Linked DNA regions of Sus scrofa: region 1 is linked to region 2. Evidence: chromatin contacts called from public HiChIP or PLAC-seq data. All regions are on one chromosome and are shown on one strand. The core of a region is the stretch at or near the end of the contact, and the rest is flanking DNA. Distances in the headings are between cores, read along the strand shown. Region 1 holds the start of KDM2A (lysine demethylase 2A). Region 2 holds the start of RAD9A (cell cycle checkpoint control protein RAD9A).

Evidence for each region. HiChIP or PLAC-seq counts read pairs in DNA pulled down with a chosen protein or histone mark.
Region 1: an H3K27ac HiChIP or PLAC-seq map of alveolar macrophages shows a contact between it and region 2. The contact joins the promoter of KDM2A here to the promoter of RAD9A in region 2. A contact is called at or near these places in 1 of 47 Hi-C or Micro-C datasets (retroperitoneal adipose tissue) and 1 of 2 datasets of contacts at active chromatin or transcription factors (alveolar macrophages).

What each region holds. Positions count from the first base shown.
Region 1 is chr2:5,353,208-5,357,171 of Sscrofa11.1, forward strand. KDM2A (lysine demethylase 2A) reads right to left here and starts at 2,366. Exons shown (of 20, transcript NM_001160090.1): 1 at 2,275-2,366. The coding sequence starts at 2,316.
Region 2 is chr2:5,128,195-5,131,923 of Sscrofa11.1, forward strand. It overlaps RAD9A (cell cycle checkpoint control protein RAD9A), which reads right to left and starts at 1,546. Exons shown (of 11, transcript XM_003122463.5): 1 at 1,383-1,546; 2 at 1,227-1,297; 3 at 671-799. The coding sequence starts at 1,416.

The sequences.
Region 1 (3,964 bases), core at 1,116-3,615, 230 kb after region 2:
GAAATAGCTATGTCAGTTAAAAGCATTAAAAACATCTAGTCAATCATGAATAATACATGTAGGGGTACAACTCTTTTTTTTAATAAACAGATAAATGGTCCAAAATACAAAAAAGTCACTCATATTCCAAAATGGGTTTGCACTCAGACTGTTAATCCTAGTAGTCTATCTTCTCTCCCAAGAGACTATTTTGAAGGTATATTACAGAGACATGAACATTTTGGTTTTCTCCTCTAGAATGATATGTAAGTAATAGCCAAGAATAGTCAATAACACTATAACGAATGTACTAGGTGATTCAATTCGATTTGACAAACATGTAGCATGAGAGCACTAAACCAAATCAGTAAGCCTGTAGTTTTGTTTCTCTTTCAAACTTTATGTTCTATGGCCAGTAATTGCAAAACAAAAATAAGTTATACACTTTGACCTACTTTAAAGAGACACAGTGTTATAATTTACTATAAAAAACTGTCTTTATGCCCTCATGTTAGTTTTAAAATTCCTCAAATATCTAACTTAATCAATAGAGAATTCTGTAATGTGAGCTCTTGCCACAGAGACATTAAAAGCTTGGAAGGCAGACTGCCATTCAAATAAACTGCCAATATGCTCTCATATCAAAAGTTATGTTACGGAAGGGATTTACACTTCAGATATAATTTTGTCATATAATGTTAGAAAGGAAAACAGACATTAGTTACCCTAAACCCTAACATCACTGCCCAAAATTCTAAGTGAGAAAGATTCTCCCAAAATATCTGATGTATCCTCTTACAGTACTACAAAAGTACATAAACCAAAAGAAAAAATATCCTAGATAAGGAAAAGGTTAAAGTGTGCAACAAGCAGCAATCATTTTACAATTAAAAAAAAAAATCTTACCGGGACAAAAGTCACAGATTCCTTGGATCTCCTTACCACCACCTGCCCACCTTGTTAAAAAAAACCGTGAAAACTTGCTTTGAAAGACTGGATCCCAAGATGTCTCAGACATATGCGAAAGAGCTCAACAATCCTACCAGCTTGACATGATAAAAACGAATTCCATGAAGCAGTGAGTAACTGGGAAAAGAGTTTTGCAGGATCTTCTTTTCTTTTCCCAAAGAAAAATTAAATCCAAGAAACGTCAAAGCAAAAATAAATCCTAAATGTACAAAAGTCCACTAACGATACACTTTATTTCTAAAAGTTGGAGATAAAGAATTATAATCTCAACACACAGACAAGAAGCAAATCTCTGACACCAAGGGTTGCCAGAACATATTGCCTACTGGATATACACTCCATACCTTTTTAACAGTTACATTAAGGAGGGGAAAAAAGAATAGTCCGGAGATGATCAGAAAATGGTTAGCAAATCACTCTTTTTTCCTCTAAATTCAGTCTAAAATGCAGAGCCAAATAAAACCACCATAAATTCCTTTAGTAATCCAGGTCTTTCAGTTCACCCAATTTTACATAATATATAAAATTCTGTGGCTTTCTTCATTCCCCACTCTACAAACATAAATTCATATTTCTGAAATGAACATATGGTGAGAATATTAATAAAGCTCTCTTTAACTAGGAAAAACGGAAATCAAATTCTTAAACTCCAATAGGGAAACCTTGAGAGGAAAGCAGGGCCCAAAGCACAAAGTATTCCTATGCACAAAGTAAATGATTACTAAGTAAAAATTTCTTTCAATGAAATATATCTTATCTCATATATCCCTCCCAAAATACAAAATACACAACTCTGTCAGCATCCAGAATTCTACCTTTTCTCAATCACTTTCAACCCTGTAAGAGTTGATCTGCGTTTAAAAAAAAAAAAAAAAAAAAAAAAATCCATAGTTCTACTCCCCAGCTCAAAGCAATGACTCTTGGCACACCATAATCTAAAAGTTATAAAGAACTAACGTTTCTCAAGCAGTTTTGCCCCTAAAATTTACATTCTAATCTAAATTAATCAACTAGATTAATTACAATGTCAGTATTGCAAAATTAGAAATCCTTATCATGTTGTAATCCACAAAATTCTTTGATCTACAATGGTTTCTACAGAAGTTAAAGGCTACATACAAATCCATTTCCAAACAGGATGAATATTAAGGCTCTAACTACTTGGCCTAAAAACCAAAAGAGATATTAATACACCTTCCCTCCTCCCTCTGGTGCAGAGAAAAGCCACCTGAGAAGTTTTAATCACAGTGTGTTCACAACTGGAAACAAAATAGTTACTGTGCCTCAAAATTGGAAAAAAAAAAAAAATGACAAGAAAATACTAACCAATCTCTGGCTGTAACGAATCCTTTCTTCTTCGGGTTCCATCTCTCACTCTTCTGTTGAAATTACAGAAAGAAACCACTCCAGGGCTGCCTTCCTCTTCCTCCTTAGGAACCAGATTGCAACACTAAAGAATAATGATATGAGCAGAGATGAGAACTCATCCTCAAACTCAAGCTTTCTTTTCACAGAATGAGATACTTAAGATTAGGTGTAAATTAAAGGCTTCCTGAGAAATCTAGTTCCTTTTCATTAGTTTGGGACCTCTCAGCTCTGGAGCAAGTGGTTCCAGGCAGGTCATGATCAACATTAATCACATTACAATTGTCTGAGGCCTATAGGCAAAAAATGTTGGTTTCAGTTCCTCACAGACGGGCTACACCACTTATTTCTCCCCACAGGATTACAATAAGCAAGACTCCCCTTCATGGAAGCATTAGCCAAGGGGGGGGGGCAAGATTTTTCTCTCTTAGAGAGCTGATCAGGTGAAGCAGCCACTGAACTAACCCAGATCCACACCAAATGAGTTCTCTCTCATTGGCTATTAGAAGCTAAAGGAAAAGAAAAGATAAACTATACAAAAAAGAGAACAAGAATTAGACTCCAAATCAATTTCCCATACACTTCTGGTAAATCCGTACACAATCGTCGCCTTCCTTCCCAGACTCCTCGTATCTTTTCATTCCCAAACCAACCCTCCACCCCAACACGAGATGTGTACAACTCTGAAACAAACGCAAGAGAGTTGCCAATCAGAAACAAAAATTTATCAGAGCTTTCTGTTTAGAGTAATAAAATAAACAACTTTTACCTATAGAAATTAGCAAAATACATCTTTTTCAAAAATTAAAGACAGACCGGTTTGCGCGACAGTCGATCCCTAATACCAAGAAAGGTTTTCTTTTTTCAAATTATTCTCAGGGATAATGGCTTCCATAGGGAAAGCAGGGTTTTTTCCCCCCTTTTAGTAACTATATTATGGCCACGTTAATAGCATCCTTCCAAAACTGCAACAAGACCAGAGGACCCGATGACACAGTTCAAGTGCAGTTCGTGGCAGAGCCCTCCTGGAGGAAGCCCTCGCCCCAAGTCGGGAGGGAAACCGTGTTTGCACCCCCCGGGCGAGGACTGCCCAGGCTTCAGAGCGGACTGGGCCGGAGAGAAAAAATGGCAAATCTCGCCGGGTTCCCCCAGGGAAAGGCGTTTCAATGGTTCATTCACCCGTTGGAAAAAGAAATAGAAACTTTACATTAAGTCTTTAGATAACACAGCGAACCAAACTTCCAAAGGGGGGGGGGGAATCTCACCGGGGATTTTGCTCGTGAGTTCTTGTCCAAGTGAGAAGTAAAAGATTCCAAAAAACTGAGAGGAGAAATTAAATCCCAAACGTCGTCTTCGGTTTTTTCCGTGGATCAACCCAGTATCCAGAGGGTCAGAGCGACCCGGAAAAGAGAGGAAACAGTTGCTGAATCAAACCTCCTCTTCTGGCTTTGGAGACCGGGAGTCGGAGGCGTCAGGAGAGGGGAGCGCGACCCCTCGGCGCCGAGCCCGGGGCGCCCCCGCCTCCCCCGGGCCAGCGGTCGGCAGCCCGAGCCCGAGCCCCGGCCAGCCCCGGCCGCGGGGAGCGCCCTCTTCACCGTGCCCTCGGCGAGCAGCGGCTCGGCCGCCTCCAGAGCCCGGGAGCGGCGGCCGA
Region 2 (3,729 bases), core at 296-2,795:
TCTTGGCCGTTCCTGCGGCATATGGAGGTTCCCAGGCTAGGGGTCAAATCGGAGCTGTAGCCACCAGCCTACGCCAGTGCTACAGCAACGTGGGATCCGAGCCACATCTGCAACCTACACCACAGCTCACGGCAACGCCAGATCCTTTAACCCACTGAGCAAGGCCAGGGACCGAACCCGCAACCTCATGGTTCCTAGTCGGATTCGTTAACCACTGCGCCACGACGGGAACTCCCAGTGGCCATCTTTTTTTTTTTGCTTTGCTTTCTAGGGGCGCACCCACGGTATATGGAGGTTCCCAGGCTAGGGGTTGAATCGGAGCGGCAGCTGCCGGCCTACACCACAGCCACAGCCATGCCAGATCCGAGCCTCATCTGCGACCTACACCACAGCTCACAGCAACGCCGGATCCTTAACCCACTGAGAGAGGCCAGGGATCGAACCTGTGTCCTCATGGATACTAGTCAGATTTGTTTCCAATGTGCCACGACAGGAACTCCTCCCCTCCGTGGCTGTCTTTACTACACCCTTGCTGCATTTTGAAGGGGATCCCTCCTGCTCCTGCATACATATCTCCCCCTAGCTGCCACCTACTAGCTGCCCCAGAGCAAGCACACTGCTGGCAGAGTTCCTGGGGGAGTCATGACCACGGCTGAGGAATGGGCCTCACCTTCATCAGGATCTTACAGCGCAATGGGTCCTGACCAGGGGTGGCCGCCTGGTACTGCTGGAAGAAGAGCGGGGCAAAGAGGAAGCAGGCATAGGCGGAGCGGGAGGAGTTCACAGTCCGGAGGGAGAGCTGGACCAGGAAAAGCAGGGAGAGGGATGCGGTCACCAGCAGTGACAGGCCCAGCCCTCTGGCCGGCTTTTGCTCCCTCTTGCCCTGCTATCCTCCGTTTCCATCAGCTGTTGAAAACCCTCCCTCTCCTGGCGGTCAGCGGATACCTTCACCATGACGCCTTCCCGGAGTCGGCCTCAGCACCTACGCATTTTACCTTGTCACCCACCCGCCACCAGACACTTGAGTGAGGACAGATGCTCTCAGCTCACACATCGGCCTGGGAAGAGGACCGGGCCCAAGCCGACACCTCAACAACAGGGGAGGAAACTGTAACTCAGCAGACAAATCTGCATAACAGCATCCTGCCTGATGGGAACGAGACTCCGAGCCCAGTTTAGGGTTCCCTGTTGGAAACCCACCCTCCCCCAATACCCTGGCCCCTCACCCCATCTTCCAGGGGCTCCAGGTAGAGTTCGTCCCCGATACGGGACAGGGAGTGGACAGCCTTGCCGAGCACTGCGGGAACGAGAGGAGAAACCCGGGTTGGGCTCGAGCCTTGGGCCGTCCCACGTGTCCCGGCCCCCGGCCGGCCTCAACTCACCCTTCACGTTGCCGCCCGTGACCAAACACTTCATGTTGCTCCCCGCGACCAGGCTGAGACTGGCGGCGGGCCCCACCCCGTACCCCGGCTCCCGGCCGCCCTCCCTCCGGGTCTCCCCCGCAGCCGCGGAGGCCCCGGGTTTCCTTCCCGCGCACCGCCCCCGGCAGCCCCGCCCCCGCCTCCTCATTGGGCCACACGCTGGCGCCTCGTCACGTGAGAAAACGCTCGCCGGCTGGGCCGTCACGTGACTGGGTCCGCAGTGGGCGGGGGGCGGTCACGTGAGCCGGGAGCGCTGGGCGCCTGCCTTGCTGGCGGCTTCTCGCCGTCCAGGCCCCTCTTGTCCCCTCCAGCCCCCCTGGGGAGCCCGGCTGGTCAGCGGGGCCCACTGCGGCTGCGCACCCGAACGCGAGGCGCTCAGAGGGTGCGGAGGAGCGAGCCCTGACCTAAGAATCTGCAGATGCACGGGGGAGCCCGCCTGGGTCACAAACGTAGTACCGATTTCCTGGGCGTCTGTTGGGATTCCGGATCGAAACAACACCGTCGCACCCATTCCGGGGCCGCGGGACACTGACAGATGCAGCAACCACCATCCGAAAAGAGATGGAAGCGGGATCTCGGGGTGGGAAGTGGCTGTTGGCTATGGCATGGAGACTCCTTCAGTGATCCCGGAGAACATAAGACTCTCCAGGCAGAAAGGAGTAGAAGGGTGTGGCTGGCAGGGGAAGCCGAGAGTAAAGACTTAGCGGTGCATGGGGCTTTGCCCCTTCAGAGGAAGATGGGTCTATGAGAGGAGAGATGGGGGGGCGCCAAATGCTGAGGGTTGCTAATGAGAAACTGGAAATATTTTACGAGGGTGGACTCCTGTGTGTGGCCATTCATTAATTTGACCGTGGCTCGCAGCAGCTTGATGTAGAATCTCAGTTCCCAGACCAGGGATTGAACCTTGGCCTGAGTGCAGCGGTGAAAGCATGGAGTCCTAACCACTAGACCACCAAGGAACTCCCCCATGTGGCCACTTTAAAAAGGCCAAGGAGTTCCCACTGGGGTGCAATGGCATCTTCCCCGTTTCTGGCCTGCGGGTATGCCGGTATGCAGGTTTGATCCCCAGCCCAGCACGGGGAGCGGTAGGGTGGGGGTTGGGGGTTAAGGATTTGATATTGCCATGGGTTGCAACTGCAACTGGGATCTGATCCCTGGTCAGGGCATTCCATATGCCACAGCACAGCAAAAAAAGAAAAAAAAGACCGAGGGACTGTGCCAAAGGCGGGGGGTTCATCAACGTAACAGGTCTACCTGTTGCCGGGGGCCTAAATCCTCTGGTGTGTCACATGAAGGAGGTCCTGGAGGGACTCCTTGACCTCTGGTTCCCTGCAGCACTCCGCGTTCTTTGAAGGGCACCCCCCCCCAACACCCAGCCTTGCCCCTCTGGTACTGTCTGCAGTGAGTAGGCCAGGTTTGTCTGCAGGTCACTGCCCTCCTGCTCCTGGCCTGCAGGGTTTTTTTTTTTTCTTTTTTTTTCTTTTTTTGGCTTTTTAGGGCCATACCTGTAGCTTATGGAGATTCCCAGGCTAGGGGTCTATCAGAGCTGTAGCCACTGGCCTACACCACAGCCACAGCAACACAGGATCCGAGCCATGTCTGTGACCTACACCACAGCTCATGGCAACACCAGATCCTTAACCCACTGAGTGAGGTCGGGAATCAAACCTGCAACCTCTTGGTGCCTAGTGGGATTCGTTTCCGCTGCACCACGATGGGAGCTCCCTGGCCTGCGATTCTGACCCCACTCTGTTTCTTCCTCTCCTTGCCCTCCACTCCTGTTCTTCACCAAGGGTTCCAAAACTTCGGAGGAGGTTATTCTTGCCTTTTAGGAGTGGTCAGTATAAATGGTAGCATCCCTACCCAGGGGCTTAGGTCAGTAAATCAACCTTGACCTTGTCCCCTCCTGCACTCTGCATGCTACTATCCTTCAGCAAGCCCTGAATCCTCTGCCTGCCAGATGAGACAGCTTCACCCTCCTCTCTCATGTCCACGGACATCAACCTGGCTCAGGCCACCCTCATCTCTCACCTGAATGACTGTTGGAGCTCTCTGACTAGTTTCCTGCCTCCAGCCGGTTTCCTCTAGCCCACTGTCCACACAGCACAACGTGGCTGTCCTAAAATGTCAGTTGTGTCACACCTCTCCCTTGTTTAGACCCAGTGGTTCCCAATTACTACACTTGCTGTAAAATATAAACTTACCCAGAGTTCCCCAGTAGCTCGGTGGGTTAAGGTTTTGGTGGTGTCACTGCTGTGGCTCTGGTTATTTCTGTGGCATGGGTTCAGTCCCTGGCCTGGGAATTTCC